2 separate regions of the Mus musculus genome follow, and region 2 is linked to region 1. Evidence: chromatin contacts called from public Micro-C data. All regions are on one chromosome and are shown on one strand. The core of a region is the stretch at or near the end of the contact, and the rest is flanking DNA. Distances in the headings are between cores, read along the strand shown. Region 1 holds the start of Zfp467 (zinc finger protein 467). Region 2 holds the start of Npy (neuropeptide Y).

Region 1 (7,704 bases), core at 3,017-5,516:
GGGCCCATCACCACTTGAACCTAAGAGAGAGCAGTGGACCAGATGGGTAGTTCTCCTCCCCTACCCCTGCTATTTCCAGACCTTCACTGGGGTCATCTTTCTCTCCCTTACCAGCCAGCAGTGTCTATGCTGGGGACAGTGGACACTAGGCCTGAGGTGGACAGCCCAGGTGGAATCCATAGCACCAGCTAGCAAGTAGGTACACTGGCCCAGGAAGTGGTAGTGATGTCCGTCAAAAGTTTGGTAGTGGAAGCCAGACCAGGTGGCACAGGTGGCTGAGGGACGCTGGCGCTGGCTCCAGAGCTGGCCTACAGCTCCTGCCAGAGGCTGCAGGAGGCCTTCAGAGGAAGCATTGCCTGAGCAAGATGATGCAGGAACAGAGGTGAGGACACAGTTCCTGGCACAGCAGGAGGTATGAGAGCGGGGCATGGTCCCTCAGAGGGACCATAGGAGTAGGCAGGACCTGGTGGAAAGGCCTAGAACTCTTAAGGGTGAGGAAGAGGGTCTGGATAAGCCTGTCTCCAGAACTGGAGACTACAGACACACCTGGGCGGTGCTGACCAGAACAGCTGAGGCACATCTGGGAGCTGCTGTTCCACCAGCTGTGTCCCCAGGGTTGGGCACAGCATTCCTCTAGGCTTCCTGCCGAAGAGTTAGCTGAGCCTGCTAGAGGTTGGCAATGCCATGTGACAAAGCAATGACCTTTAGGGCTGGTTTCAGCAAGGGCTGTGGTAGAAAAGAATGGGGCACACCCAGCTTGTCATTATTTAGATGGCTTGGAGAGCCAACCAGACCTGTTGTGTCCTCAGGCAGTCTGTCACCTTTGCTACATCACAGATGGGCTCCCTTTCACAGCTACTACCCCAAAAGGTACCACCTACCCATCCCTCTTGGGTACTCACCATCGGTACAGTGAGCTCCCCCCCATCCTGGACAACAAGCCCTCACTGTCCGGTTCCAAGTAGCAGGCCTGGTTTCCGGGGGTCTGCCCCCATCACACAGGGAGAAGCAGGGAAAGATGTTAATATTCAGCCAAGTCCTACCATAAGGTAAGGTGGGTCTTGGTCTGGTCAAGTACTTAGTGGGTTAGTTCTAGTCAACTACTCTGAGGGGTCCTGTCAAGCAATTCTCCTCTCCCGGCCTTACTTTCAAATGTTAAGCAAGAATGAATGCTAGGAAGTAACCTGGGGCAGTAGGGAGAAGTGTCACACCTTTCTTCCCCTGCCATACTGTGCCCACCACAGTGCCCTCTCATCCACCTACATCATCTCTCTCCACCCTTCCTTGAATCCAGTCAGAACCTGTTTCCCAAATGCCTGCTGCACTAGTTCCTCCCCCACTCTCAGGATATCCTGTGGTCACTCTTTCCTTTCCTGTCCGGCAGACAGCCCAGGTTCTGACCCTCACTCACTTGTAGATCGCACAGAGCCCAAGTGCTGGGGGCCTGGTGAGCCCCACACGGCCACTCCAGGACAGGTCCAGCTGCCAGCCTAGGCGGCTATAATGGTACAAACTGGTGCAGGGTACGAGGTCCTCCTGACGAGGCGTTACTTCCTCTTCCACATGGACAGTCTCTATCTGCTCACACCAATGCCTGTCCAGGGACAGGAGAGCACAGATACCAGCATTGTCCATTTTGTCACCGAGAAGTTTTGTACTATGAATCCGAGGCCCCAAGGGCTGCTGGGAGAAGTACTTGAAAGAAGGGAAAGATTAAGGGTTGATAGAAAAGGGCTAAAAGAAAATCCTGGCATCCCAGAGGGAGCCTGGGTATAGACAGGCAGGAGGATCTTATCCCTGGGAGCTGCTTACCCATTAGCCTGAGTCCATAGCATCCCAAAGAGAAGGGCAAGAGGCAGCATAGTGCTCCACCACAGGTCGCCTTTGGGAGGACCTGATGCTTGGACTTGGGCAATGCTGCTGGAGGAGACCAGAGAGGATAGCACTGTCCCACAATGAGGTCTGAATTAACCTGGAGGTCAGTCTGTCCAAGGCTCTTCATAAGGGTAGATTTTATCCCAGCCCCTGGGTACCAGCTGTTCAAAACCAGATTGGACCTACCTCCAGCATCCCTTCACAGGCCAATTCTCCCTGGAAACAGGCCCCATCCCACCCATCCAGGAGTGTGGGTGTGTGAGGGGACCACAGCTGGACACTTTGAGCCCCTGGCTTTTCTACACTGTCAAGCACTACCACAAACTAATATATGAGTGTGGTCAAGACACCTTCCCTTTCTGGGCGTTTGTTTCCTTACCAGTAAAAACTTCAGGGACTTTCCAAGGCTGCACAGATGGGCCTCAATAAGCTTTTTGAAACTTCAGGTGTGGGAGGGTCTCTCCACCCTCCAAAAACTGCAGGGCTAGAGAGAAGGTGGCTCAGTGTTTTAGAACACTTGATACTCCCAGATTTGGTTCTCAGCAACCAAACTTTTAGCTCATAACCACCCATATATATAGGCAAAACACATGAAATAAGCCATTGCCTTTATTATGGTGTTCTCTCTATGCTCTTTCCTCTCCCTGTCCCCTCAGCTCAGGTGCACAGGAAGAGAAAACACCCAAGTTATGTGGAGACAATATGGAACCGTAAACCCTTCGCTCAGTGAAGTCAGTCTTTTGAGGGTATCTGTATGAGGTGGTTGGGGCCATTTGGTCACCTGTGGTTTTTCTGAGGGCCCCAAAGCATTCAAACACTGAAAGGATCCAGGAAGATGGGAAGGAGAGAAGGGTGGAATAAGAGCGGGGGCGGGGGGAGCTTGTTCCCCCTGCCCCTGGATGGAGCAGTGTTAAGCCGGATAGAATAATCCCAGCATCCGTCTGGTTTAGAGGAGGCAGCTGCAGGCTCCACAGGCAAATCCTGGTTACATCCTGGTCACCAGTAGGCCTCCAAGGCCACTGGGCTGGAATGCGGCTGGACCGGAAACTCTGAATCCTTCTATTTCATAATGAAATGAGGTCCCACTGGGCATCCTGCATGGTCACCCCACCTGGTGCACCCCACCTGGCCTGGGGGTTCCTTCCTCTGGGCCTACTATTGGGCCTGGGACCAAAATAGGGCCAGTATGAGTTTCCCCAGTTGCTTCCAGATATCTAGGGTTGGTGCCTGGGAGTTGAGCAGTCCTGGGGAAGGGTCAGCATCTATTCTGGGCACAGTGTCCTTCTAACTTCTCTAACATTCTCACCTGGCCACTGTTCCTGCATATCCTACATACGTGGACTGCAGTTCTCAAAGCCCATTCTTGCACACAGAGAGGGACACAAACTCTGCTCCTAGCCATCTTTACTCAGTGAAGCAGCCAGTTATTAAAAGAGCCTTTTGCATCTTGAGTCACAGGACCTCCTGATCCTTCAGGTCGGTCTCCATTGCTCCAGATTTCACTCTAACTATCTGTAAATGTTGAGGACATCCCTGCTCCATCTTATAAGGCTAGCCTTGGGTCACTGCCCTGATTCCACAGGTGTCACTATCCTTGTGTCAGGGTGCCATTGTCAGGGACCGTGTCCTATCCAAGAGGGCCATTTAATGGCCTCCTCTTCCCAGACTCTCTCCCAGCAGCTCTGTTCTGCAACTTGGCTGACAAGGGAAGCTTGGACTGGGGAGAAATGTAACTTGGATCTGCCCTTTTCCCTACAGGGGCAGGCAGGCGGAAATGGGAGCCCATGGGAGTTTGAAGAAAAATCACAGGGCATGGAATATCCAGCCTAGATTTTAATTCCAGGGCTGGGTGAGGGTGTCTGAAGAGCAGAGGGGGATGGCTTAGGAGTACCTGCACCCATGAGCAGAAATGGTGGAAGTCTGGGGAGAGATCCACACCTAACGCCAGGAGGTTTTCTTACCCACGGACAACACTCCCCCGCCCCCGCCCAGCCCCGCCCCACCTCACCCCCTGCAGTTTCCATGCCTGTCCAGCGGTCTCAGTCGGGGACTTGGTTCCTTTTTCCCCATTTTCTACTTTGAGAGCCCTCTCTCTGCCCTCTTAGATTGGTTCTTAATCCTCAGTCTCCGCGGTGAGACTTGGATCGCGTCCTCCGGTCTGGGTGGATCCTGGTGGAGAGTTTTTTGACCGATTCTCCCAATCTCTGCTGGCCAGACAGTCTCCCGCGGGACCGCGGCGCTACCACTTACTCGGCTGCCACTGGCGATTTTAAAGACAGCCATACACACATTGCTCTCCTCCCCAAACACGCCCCCTCCTCTCCCTACTCCCCCCAACTCTTCACTACTACCACCACCACCCCGTTCCGCGCTCCACCTTTCTCCAGCTCCTCCCTCCTAGGCTGTGAGCACCCTCCCTTCTAGCCCGAGTGCCCTTCCTTCTAGCCTCTTCTTCTCCTTCCTCTCCCCTCTGCCCTTCCTCGGTCCTAAGCTCCCACTTTCCATCTCCACACTCCGGGCATCTTGCCCTCAGACCGTCACCTGCACCCAAGCCCATTAGTGCACCCTCCCGCGGCAGGTCTCTCGAAGACCCTCCGCTTTAGCCTGTGCCCCGGAGCAGTGTTCCCGCTTCCCGGGTTCCTCCCCCCGATCACCCGCAACGCTGCCCCACACCCTCTCCCTCCGCGTCTTTCCTTCCCCTCCCCGCGAAGTTTCAGGGCTGTCAGTCCCGGAGTCTTTCGGGCAGCCCGCACCCAAGCTGCAGGCAGCCGGCGCCATTGTGCAAACGGCCGCCCGGGACCGGAGGCCCGAGCGCCTGGGTCCCCGAAGCGGGCCGCGGCACGTAGCCGCAGGAGCCCGCCAGGTAAGGACACCCGAGACTCCCGGGCAGGCGTCTCCCCCGCCACCCAAACGGAGCTTTACAAGCCCTGCCGACCCACGGCAGGTGACAACCCCGAGGGAAGGGGCGCGCAGACGCGAGTGTGGGGGAGGGGGGGGGTCAGACCAGGAGGGAAGGGAGTCAGGAGGGAGGGTCCTGGCGCAGATGGGGAGACTAGGAAACTGGAGGGGAGGGCAAGGACTCGGGGAGGCCCGGTGGGAGCAGGTGGGAAGAGGGCGGGAGGGGCCTGCGGGGAGGATCCCCAGGAGCGGGAGTAGGGTTCCTCGGGATAGAGGAAGGGTCCAGTGCGAAAGGGCAGGAAACGGGCTCAGGGATGGGGCTGGTCGGGAGCGAAGGACGCTGACAGGTGAGCCTAGAGCAGGGCAGGGGGCCGGGACCCGGAGTGACTCCGGAGCTCTAACAGGGGCGGGGATTGGGGGGAGTCTAGTCAGAAGGAAAACTCCGGAGAGGGCGTGAAGTCAGTGGGGAGCAGAAATGGGCAAGGGGGCTGCTGAGAGGGAGGTGTGTTGGGAAGAAAGGGGTATGGGGAGGGGCAGAACGAGGGAGTAGGTCCAGAGAATGTGGGGTTAGCTTGGATTCCCCCCCCCAAGATGGGGGGCGTGAGACCTGGAAGCTAGGGAGCGGACTAGGAGGGGGAGGGGAAGAACAAGGCTGGGGACCGGGAGGGGAGAGAAGCGGAGCCGGAGCTTGCAGGGTAGGCAGAGGGGGAAGGGAGGCGGGGGCCGCTGAGGGGGGAAGGAGAGCAGCGGGAGGGAGGGAAGCAGAGGGGAGGCTGGTGTGGGGGAGGGGGAGGGAACTGAGGAGAGGAAAGAAGGAAAAGAAACCCGAGTGGGGGAGGAGAGGGGAGGGGCAAGCGGATGGGGGAGAGCAGCTGAGAAGGGGAGGGCGGGAGTGGGGGGGGGGAGGAAGGAAAAGAGGAGGGGGAAGGAAGGGAGGGAGTGTGCAGCCTGGGGAGGGGGTGGCGTGCGGAGAACTAGGCGGGCGGGCACAGGAGGAAGGGGGAGGGGAGCGCTGCCCAAGACTGCTGGTAGAGGAGGGTCGGGAGAGGCCGTAGCTGCTGAGGGCCGACTCGAAGGGGGCCCCTGGGGGTTGACCCGACGGGTGCGCGCAAGGGAGGAGCCAAAGGGGCGGGGCAAGAGGAGGAGCCCCAAAAGGCTGCCAGATTTGGTGGGGAGAGAGGGCGGAAGGCAGCGAGAGGGGAGGGGCAGAGGGAAGGCTGCCAGGGAAGGGGGAGGGGAGCCTGCTAAAGGAGGGGCAGAGAACCGGTTGGAAGTGGAGCTGAGAAGTGCAAAAATCGGGGAGTGTCCTGGCCTGGTGTGGGGGTTGTTCTCGCCCGGTTAGTCCTATGGGGGTTGTGAGTCTTTGAGGTAGGGGTTTAGGGAGAGGAAGTCAGAGTCATTTACTACCTCTGCAATAGCCCTTGTTCACCTCCTCCCACCCCCGTATCCCTAAAGTGTTACTGGTCCTCCAGGGCTGGCTCTCATTTCACTAGCTACTGCCCTAGGGGCTGAAGGGTCCACGTGTAGCTTCCCTCTCCCCATCTTGGTCCAGAGAATTAAGTGGTCCCTGTACTTACCCTGGCAAAGACACAGTGGGTGGTGAGTGACTGCTGATGGTTTGGGGACGGTTTTGAAGACTTGACAGGTGGGGACCAGGGCTGATATCCATTGCCAAGCAGAGTTTGCAGGAGGCTCCATGTGATTGGGTATTCATCTTCAGAGGCCTCTGTTCCCTCACCTGTGCCTAGGGCTTCACTTTGGAGTTCTTGGGGATAGCTGAGACCTAGCTGGAGGCCATCAGGAAGAATCTGAACAGGGCTGTCTTTTTAGGGTCTGTGGCCTGATCACCTAGGAGAGCCACTCCTGGTGGCCATGAGAGAGACCCTGGAGGCCCTGAACTCCTTGGGTGAGTGGGGGACAAAGGAACCAGGAGGGTGGGAGTTCCTAGGCATCCGAAGTGTAGCAGTGTCGTCCCTCAGGGGTATACAACCCTGAGCCCCAAACCATGGCAGCCTGGAGAAGCAGACATCTTTTTAGGTCACCATTATGTATCTCAGTGACCAGACCAGGATGATAATACTAGATTGTATGTGTGCATGGGATTCACAGAGAACTGGAAGCTAAAAGCAAGCAAGCAAGCAAACAAACAAACAAAACTCATTGCACTTACATATTTATTTATTGTGTTTATTATGTCTACCTCATGTGTGGAGGTGAGAGAACTTTTTTTTTTTTGAGTTATCTGCTACCATGTGGGTTTTGAACCAAATGCAGATCGTTAGGCACAGAGCAAGTACCTTTACCCACTGAGGCATCTCCCCCACCCAGCACTGGAATTCTTCTTCTTCTTTTTTTTTTTTTTTCCCTATTTCAAACTACCCAATTTCTTTTCTTTTTTCTCCCCTCGATTAAAAGGGCCGAGCTTAATACCTGGCCAGACTGCTGGGGAGCTTGGGCAGTCCTTTATCCATACAGACAAGAGGTACCTTTCTCCCCAGACCGGCTGGGAAAATGCCCCATCGCTGGTACCAGTTCAATACTAGAAGCTTCACTTGAACTCATCCCTCTGCCTATAACAGGATTCTCAGTGGGACAGCCAGAGATGGCTCCCCAGAGTGAGCCCAGGGATGGGTTCAGTAATGCCCAGGAGAAGATGTCATCCAGAGGAGAGAGCACACTGCACTCCTGCTCAGGTAAGTGGGTACCATGGAGTGTGGCTCTGGAGGGAATATTCCTTCTTCCACAAGCTATCTGTTAAGCACCTACTCTGCTGGAAGCTATTCCGGACAGTTGTAAAACCTTAGGCACTAAATAGACCTAGGTCCTTCCCTGCGAGGAACTTAATCTTAGAATGGGCAGCAGTCAGCCAACAAGAAATGTAAGCATGCTAAAAATTGTAAGCCACCGTAGAAGACAGAAAGTGCTATAGGG
Region 2 (7,704 bases), core at 2,218-4,717, 1.4 Mb before region 1:
TGTATTGTGGCAGTTTCTGCATGCTCATAAGACTTATCCAAATGGTGGCTGGGCTCAGGGCTCTTTCTCTAACAGCTCCACACTATATACCAGCAGCACTCACTTCTGGTTGTACCAAAACAGTCTCCCCTCAACGTTGCTGTATGTCCTAGGGAGTAAAACTCACCTCCACCTGAGAGCTACTGTTCTAAGGAACCACACAAACAAGACCCATAGACTAGAACAAATGATTTGGCCTGCTGAGGCAGTAAGTCAGCAGCATGCACAGCTACAGGAGAACAGTTACAAACAGGTCTGGCAGAAGGAAGGAAGAGAATAATTATAGATAAAACAGTCACACATAACACGGTAATTTTCAAAGGCGTGGACTTCTGTGCATGAATCTTTGGTGGAAAGTCAACAAGTGCACAAATGGAGCTTCTTGTGGTTTCTAAAGATAACTTTTACCAGGATGATACAGGTTCATTTTCAGAATTGAACCAGGTTTTCTTCCTGTGACATGCAAGCCCCTTTCCCTGTTGTTTCTCCCCCCCCCTCAAAGATGGTGGAGATTCCATTGAATGTTAATGATGTGGTCCCATCCACAGAAGCTCAGCAGAGGGTTCTAGCTCCATAACCCAAGAAAGCTTTCTTAAAATGTCCTTAGCTTTGTGATCTGCAAAGTGGAGACAATGAAATTCACTTCAAAGTTTTGAAGAAAAGACTGAATGGGAGGACTAGAGAAACATGAAATGGGATCATTCCATACACTGAGGCAAAGTCATATAGCAGCAGTCTTTGCAGAGAGAGAGAGAGAGAGAGAGAGAGAGAGAGAGAGAGAGAGAGAGTTCTATATGTCGTATCTAAATAATAAAGTTTGTTTTTTTAAAACAAACAATAACCAAACAGCCAAACAAAACCAAAAATAAACAAACAACAAAAACCATGGTGTTGTGGTTGGAAAGATGGCTCAGTGGTTAAGAGCACTGGCTTAACTACCAGAGGTCCTGAGTTCAATTCCCAGCAACCACATGGTGGCTCACAACCCATCTGTAATGGGATCTGATTCCCTCTTCTGGCTTGCATTAAGACAGAATGCTATACATAAAATACATACATAAATCTTGATAATGCTATCATTTCAATTGTGTAATTTATTTTTGATCTGTATGGATTAAAAAAAGAAACAAACAAACCTGAAGTCATTGACTTTCTGGGAAGTCTTTTTATTAGGCTCAAAAACACAATTGCTTTTTGCTAGTCAAAATGGTCAGATTTCAAAAGATTATGAGCCTGTATTACTTAAGCAATTCTGTATACATTGGGATTGTTTTCCCCAGAGGGCTTTCAGAATGCCACATACCTTTCTGATGAAATTAAGAATACACAACTGTTTTAGAAGCACAACCTCCCTTTTGCATCCCATCCAAACATCCCCTGGGTCGCGAGCAGTTTAACCTCTCTCTGGAAATCTACTATGCATAATTGAAACATGCTAAGTAAAGAACATTAATGCCTCCAAAGGGCTTGCCTATATGGTCCTTCAAGGTTCTCAGTAATTCTCAGTAATTGAAATGTGTTGTTAAATGATTTAGAACTAAGATGCACCAATTTTGCAGACTAAGTCCCATATTGTTTGTAAAATAGCGTGGATTTTATTTTTCCTGCTTGATTTTAATGCTGAGAGGAAAGGCAAGGCTCGCCTCTGACTTTCTGGACATTAAAAGTACAGATTGTGGTCTGTCTCTCAGGTCCCAGGCAGTTGGAGCTGTAGCCATCAGAGTCCCTAATGTAAAGGCTTTGTTCTCTTTTGTTTCTTCTTAATGGGGCACTTTCTTTTCAGAACTCAGTTGCTATAAAATGGGAAAAGTCAGCCTTTTTATTAGTTCAGAAGAAGCCCATGGTATTTATTTATTTATTTATTTATTTATTTATTTCCCTAAATGCAGCCACTCCCTTTGCCCTGGGCAGGCTCAAAGATCTCTCCACCCTTTTGACAGCTGGATTGTGTCCTTGGTTTTCTTTGACTGTGGTTGTTTACTCTAAATCAGGGTTCCTCTTCTCCCTACACCTTTACACTTCTGCACCCCTGCCCAATGCAGGCCTTTCCCCCGAGATATGTGCTGGGTAAATCTCCAACTGATGTAAGCAAAAAAGGCAGGAAAGGTAAGTGGCAGACAGAGGACAGCCTAGAGGCACTGAACCTTGGGCTTGGGTCTTGGAGAGAAAGTCTAGTGACAAAGACAATGTATCCAGTTTGTGGAGTGTGTACCCAGCTCACATATTTATCTAGAGCTGAATTTATGTCTGATCCTGCCCTATGAACAAGGAGAAAGAAATGATCCCTGATGTCCAAGATCTCCAGAACCGCAAGTTTTCCCGGCTCTAGGTACCAGCCGCGTATGCACCCACCTCTGTCTGGTGATGAGATTGATGTAGTGTCGCAGAGCGGAGTAGTATCTGGCCATGTCCTCTGCTGGCGCGTCCTCGCCCGGATTGTCCGGCTTGGAGGGGTACCCCTCAGCCAGAATGCCCAAACACACGAGCAGAGATAGAGCGAGGGTCAGTCCACACAGCCCCATTCGCTTGTTACCTAGCATCTGTGGATACAGAAGGCTCAGACTTGGAGATGCTGAGATTGCTCGTCTTTGTCCCAATTCCAGCTATCACTCTAGACCCTCATCTAATCCCATCCCAGACCCTAGAATAAAAGCCCAGACTGGGCAGGCGCCACTTCCAAATCTTTAGAAGACCACTTGCCCCGACCTGGATCTTCTGCCCCGTCCACATATTTCAGAAAACTTCCTCCGATTCTCCTGGTGAGAGGCAGAGGTCCCCTTTTCAGAACAGAATTGGAAGTTCTGCCCTCTATCTTAAAGAATGACCACTTTTCTCCTCTCGTTCCTAAATCACCCTTGGAGGAGAAAACTTTTCTTCTGGGTTGCTTTTGATTTGTGTGGCTACAAGCGCTGTGACAGTCGGATACCCAGAGGCTCAGTTCGGATTTTGGAGGCAACAGAGCTCACCGTGCTAGAGACAATACTTGGGGGAATCTCCCACTAGGAGCACACATGCAATCTGGGTTCCTGGTTGTAACCAACCAACCAACCAAACAAACAAACAACCAAACAAAACCCCACCGCTGCCCTGGGATAGGTGTTCCCAGGTTCTTCTCCCTACCCTCAAAAGATAAGAGGCACGGAGGCGGGGCGCCCAGATTGGAGGGTCCCGGGGAAGGGCAGGTGGACAGTAGAACCTGAGTCCAGCAAGTGAAATTTAGGCGCCCCAAAGAGCTGGGTGTCAAGCTGGCAGAGCAAGCTCAGGGGACCGGCTGCGGGGCAAGTTCACTGGCGTCTGGGAGCCCGCGCCCCTGTCCCAGTTGATCCTGGCACTCACCGTGGCGGGCGGGCAGTCGTCGCTGAGCGGCGGGTGCTCTGCTCTGGGTGCCTCTGTGAGAGAAGAGATCCACCGGTGGGATGCGGAGAGCGGGTCGCCCACAGGCTTTTATGGAGCGCCCTTGTCGCGGCAGGAGGGGCCTCGGGGGCAGTCACGCCCGGGTGACTCCCACAGCCACTTCCCGCCCCCAGCGGCGGGGGAGGAGGCTGGAGCCACTGCCGCTCGAGTGGCGGCGTCTGGAGCCACCCACACCCCAATTCTAAGCGGCCCGCTCTGCGGGGAGAAGGGAACAGTCAAGAGTGAGCACCCTCGGAGCCCTCTCTCTATCCCCGACCGTCGAGTCCCGCTAGGGAGATGAAGCGGGACCGCTTAGGTTGCCTGTCGCGGGAATTGTCAGCTCTCTGCGTGCGGGTCTGTAGGGACCTGAATATTCTACTTGGGGAGCATATCTGGGGCCCGCGGGATAACTGCGCGCTCTGGGAGGGAGGCAGGCGAGCGAGGTTTTTCCCGCTCCCGGTGCAGGTGTGCGGGACCGCAAGGTCCCAGTGGCTTCCATAGACCCATTGGATCTACTGGTCTCCCCAAAAGGTGGGCCCTCCCCCAAGCACTCTCCCCAACGCTGCTAGCCGGGTTCGGCCTCAGCCAGAAACTCCCCGAGGCTGCCACTGGGAGCCCGCGGTCCATGAGCTTCTGTATCTAGAGTGGAAAGTGGCGGCGATTCGCACCCCTGTCTGTAAACCCTGTGAAGTCCCGAGTGAGCTTGGTTAGCGTCTGAATGAGCACTTGCTTTCAGATTGAAATGGAGCAGATTAAAAAACCAACACCAGTGTGCTTGTCGCGTTAAACTTGTTGAATAAATATGAACGATATTGAAGTTATGTTTACCAGATAGGGATTTTTACAAGGTACGCTTGAGTAAGTGCCCCTGGAAGTTTGAATCTAAGTGAAATGGTCCATTGCTAAAGTGGAATTTACGCGTTATTTTAAAGCTAAACTAAATGATTTCGTTTGAGTGTCACTTTGCGGGTTGTTTAAATAGTGCTAAATTGACTACTAATAAGAGGGAGAGAGGGAGGGAGGGAGAGAGGGAGGGAGGGAGGGAGGAAGAGAGAGAGAGAGAGTGAGAGAGAGAGAGAGAGAGAGAGAGAGAGAGAGAGAGAGAGAGAGAGACTATGTGATCGAATGATAAACCAGAACAACAATATCCCTCGCAGCTGGAAGACTTCACTTTCCCTACGTCAGAAACCTGCACCAGGGCCACAAACACTGAGCTGTCAGGGCTGCTTTTGTGCCCACATGAGGACATTTGATAAAAGGCAAAGCATCTAACAAGTCCTCTCTGATAAGGAGGAAGGCACACACTACTGTTCAATAATGTAATTATATTTTTGTAGTGAATCAGAGATTCACATCAGTTGAAGCCTGGATTTAGCAGGAGTCACAGGATCTCGGAGAAAGTACACCTTAGGGCGCGAGGGAGGGGCACCACTTTTGAGCAGGGACTCTGGGAATCTGATTCACTTCCTTTATAATGTCGGTGCTTGAAAACAAGAACTTTTCCCATCAGCATTTGGAAAATAAAGTCAAGGGAGGGTGTGCCCAGGATGTCACACTGTTCTCTTCCTTGTTGTCCAAGCTGCATCATCTGGCCTTGAGCTCTCAACATTCTGCTGATACCACTCCATCAATTAACTCCTTTGGTGGCTTCCTGAAATCATTGGTAGCTCATAGAAACAACCTCTCCCCCAACAAACAAAATCAAACGTCATTCAAAGCAGCAGTGTCCTAGCTGCTGGCTCTCTCCTTTGTTCCAAAGTCAACTTCATTGACTTTTTATTTATATGCGTGATCATTCATTGTAATAGCTTTTCTAAACTATCAATAAAATATACTAAGAAGCTTCGGATGTTTGAAAGATTCCCTTGGATACACATTCACGAATCCATAAAGAACATAGGTTCATCACCTCCTGGACTTTTGACATCCCTCTGACAGTGCCCTCTCCTGCTACTCCCGGTTCCCTTCCTCCATGGGTCTGTCTCCTGACATACAGAGTTGTTTGCATATCTAGCCCAGCTCCACAATAGCTTCTCATCTGTGCTTTTAATTTTTTTTAATCCAACACCCTTAAGCTAAGACTCACCCAAATGTCCACAGCACACACTGTACCGTTGACACATTTCCATGCTAAGACACCCCTCAACTTCAAGAACCAACTCAGCTTCTCCTAGATCCCAGGTTCCTTCCAGCTTGTACTGTGACTAACTCTGCAAGGGCATTGATTGATAAGTCACTGTGTTGATGTAAGCAGTCATTTCCCATAGGGGAACAAACATCAAGTCATCAACTGACGTTAGCTCCATCCCACAGGTCACTGCCAGTCTATTTTGATTTGTTTTTTTTTTTTTCATTCTATTTTGGCCAGTTCCTATTGCTACATCTTTAGTTACTTCATTTATTCTGTTTCAATATGCGATCCTTGTCAGTTTTATTCAGTGATTTCGCACCTTAGACAATATAACTTTCATCTTTAGAATTTCAATATGGGTCTCTTTAATACCCATCATGTCAACTCTTTATTCTAGGTTTTTAACACATCATTATTATTACTATTATTTTGACATTTGAAATAGGTTCTCCATATGTAGTCTAAGATGACCTTAAACTCCCAATAACTGTTTCAGTCTCCCAAGTCTTAGGATTGCAGGCCTGTGCTGTCAGGCCCAGACTGATATGCATAATCAATAACTTCTATCATCCATACAATTGCTGTATTTGGATTGCTTCCCACCACATGATGACCTGCATTTTCCCTCTTCTTCATCATCTTTGATAGGACTTCAGAGACTGTGGATTTTACATTGTTGGCCCTTGGACTCTTTTTTATATGTCCCTATAAACACTTGGGCTTTGTTCTGGAAGGATGAAAACTCTGGCAAGTTGCACCTTGCGCTTCAGTTTTTTTGAGGAGGCCAAGCTGGCTTTAGTCTAGGGTTAATTTTGTTTTCTGCTTTCAAAGATCATTCTTGCTTTATCTGATAACTGACAGCTGAGGGGGACAGGTTTCCCCCTCTGGCTGTTGGGCTACTCCCAGCCTTTGTGAGCTTGGGACCTTCCTTACCCAGGCCCCTGGGTGGCTCTTTGTCTGACCTTGAGTGGCTTCTTTGAAAGTAGGATTTATTTAGCACTCAACTAAGTTTTGGTGGGAGATACTGCAGATCCCCTGATAGTCCCACTGCAGGACTTTCCAGGCTCAGGCCCACCTCCCAAGGCTGCCTGACTCGCTCAGCTCTGCATGGCAACCTGGCAGGCTCTCCAGTCAGTTCTCTGGTGCCTTTTGCCCGACACTCCTCATTTGTTTTCCATTGCCAGGAGATCACTAACAATTAGCAGCCGATGCCTATGTTCTGAGAGTTGTTTTATTTCTTTTTGTTTAAGGTTGTCATCATTTCTAGAAGCCTCTGAGCATGGTCTTTTCATTATAGCCCCTGCTTCTTCACTCTGGGCTTGGTTACAATGCCACTGTACTCCATGTTTAAGCTATTGTAACTCTGGTCTACCTCACTGTGGAGCTCTCAGAACTTTAAACAGTTGTTTTTAAAGATTGCCTCACAACTGTAACTATCTATTTCCGTGCACACATATGTGCTATTTCTAAATTATTTTGTGCCTTTAACATTTTGTAATTGTAAGCTTCATATGTACAAACATAGAGGAATATCTGTCTCTTAGTAGATGTTCAGCTAAACAAAACTGGGAGTCAGTGTGTCACTGTCTGCCTGTCTATCTGTCTGTCTGTCTGTCTATATATCCATTAGTCAAAGTCTGTTAGGATTTCAAAGTCTAACAAACAAGCTCTTCAAAGGACCATTATGGAGAGCCAGAGACAAGACACAGAGATGGGCAAGCAGCCTGAATCATGGGTAACAAACTCCAGGTGGTGGGAGAGCCTGTATCTCTGCTTGCTTCTCTCACCCAAGAACATTTCCATCAAGCCTGATGCAGCAGCATTATGTGCCACCCACACAGTCCAAGGGACAAAGAGGATAATTCAACTTGAAAAACCAACTCATCTTCTCTTAGGCCCCAGCTTGTTTATCTGCTTGTTTAGTGACTAATTTCTGCAAAGATGCTGATTGATAAGTCATTGTCTAGTCTGAGTATTAAATAAACTGACATGGCTGCCCATGCCTGAAATCGCAGCACTATGCAAGCCAAGGCAGGAGGACTGGGAGTTCAGCATTAGCTAAAAGGGGATATGTCCTTATTTTATCAAACTTAAGCAAAATTGGAGAACAATGCAGGGTGACAATTTAATAGTCTAATATG

Evidence for each region. A called contact is a pair of places that touch in the nucleus more often than the background predicts.
Region 2: a Micro-C map of embryonic stem cells shows a contact between it and region 1, with 8 times the contacts expected there. The contact joins the promoter of Npy here to the promoter of Zfp467 in region 1. A contact is called at or near these places in 1 of 39 promoter capture datasets (embryonic stem cells) and 2 of 484 Hi-C or Micro-C datasets (both in embryonic stem cells).

What each region holds. Positions count from the first base shown.
Region 1 is chr6:48,442,387-48,450,090 of GRCm38.p6, reverse strand. Zfp467 (zinc finger protein 467) reads left to right here and starts at 4,266. Exons shown (of 5, transcript NM_020589.2): 1 at 4,266-4,738; 2 at 6,604-6,679; 3 at 7,353-7,466. The coding sequence starts at 6,646. It overlaps Sspo (SCO-spondin), which reads right to left and starts at 1,917. Exons shown (of 103, transcript NM_173428.4): 1 at 1,813-1,917; 2 at 1,412-1,594; 3 at 903-985; 4 at 547-726; 5 at 112-356; 6 at 1-20. The coding sequence starts at 1,862.
Region 2 is chr6:49,818,473-49,826,176 of GRCm38.p6, reverse strand. Npy (neuropeptide Y) reads right to left here and starts at 3,467. Exons shown (of 4, transcript NM_023456.3): 1 at 3,376-3,467; 2 at 2,392-2,579. The coding sequence starts at 2,579.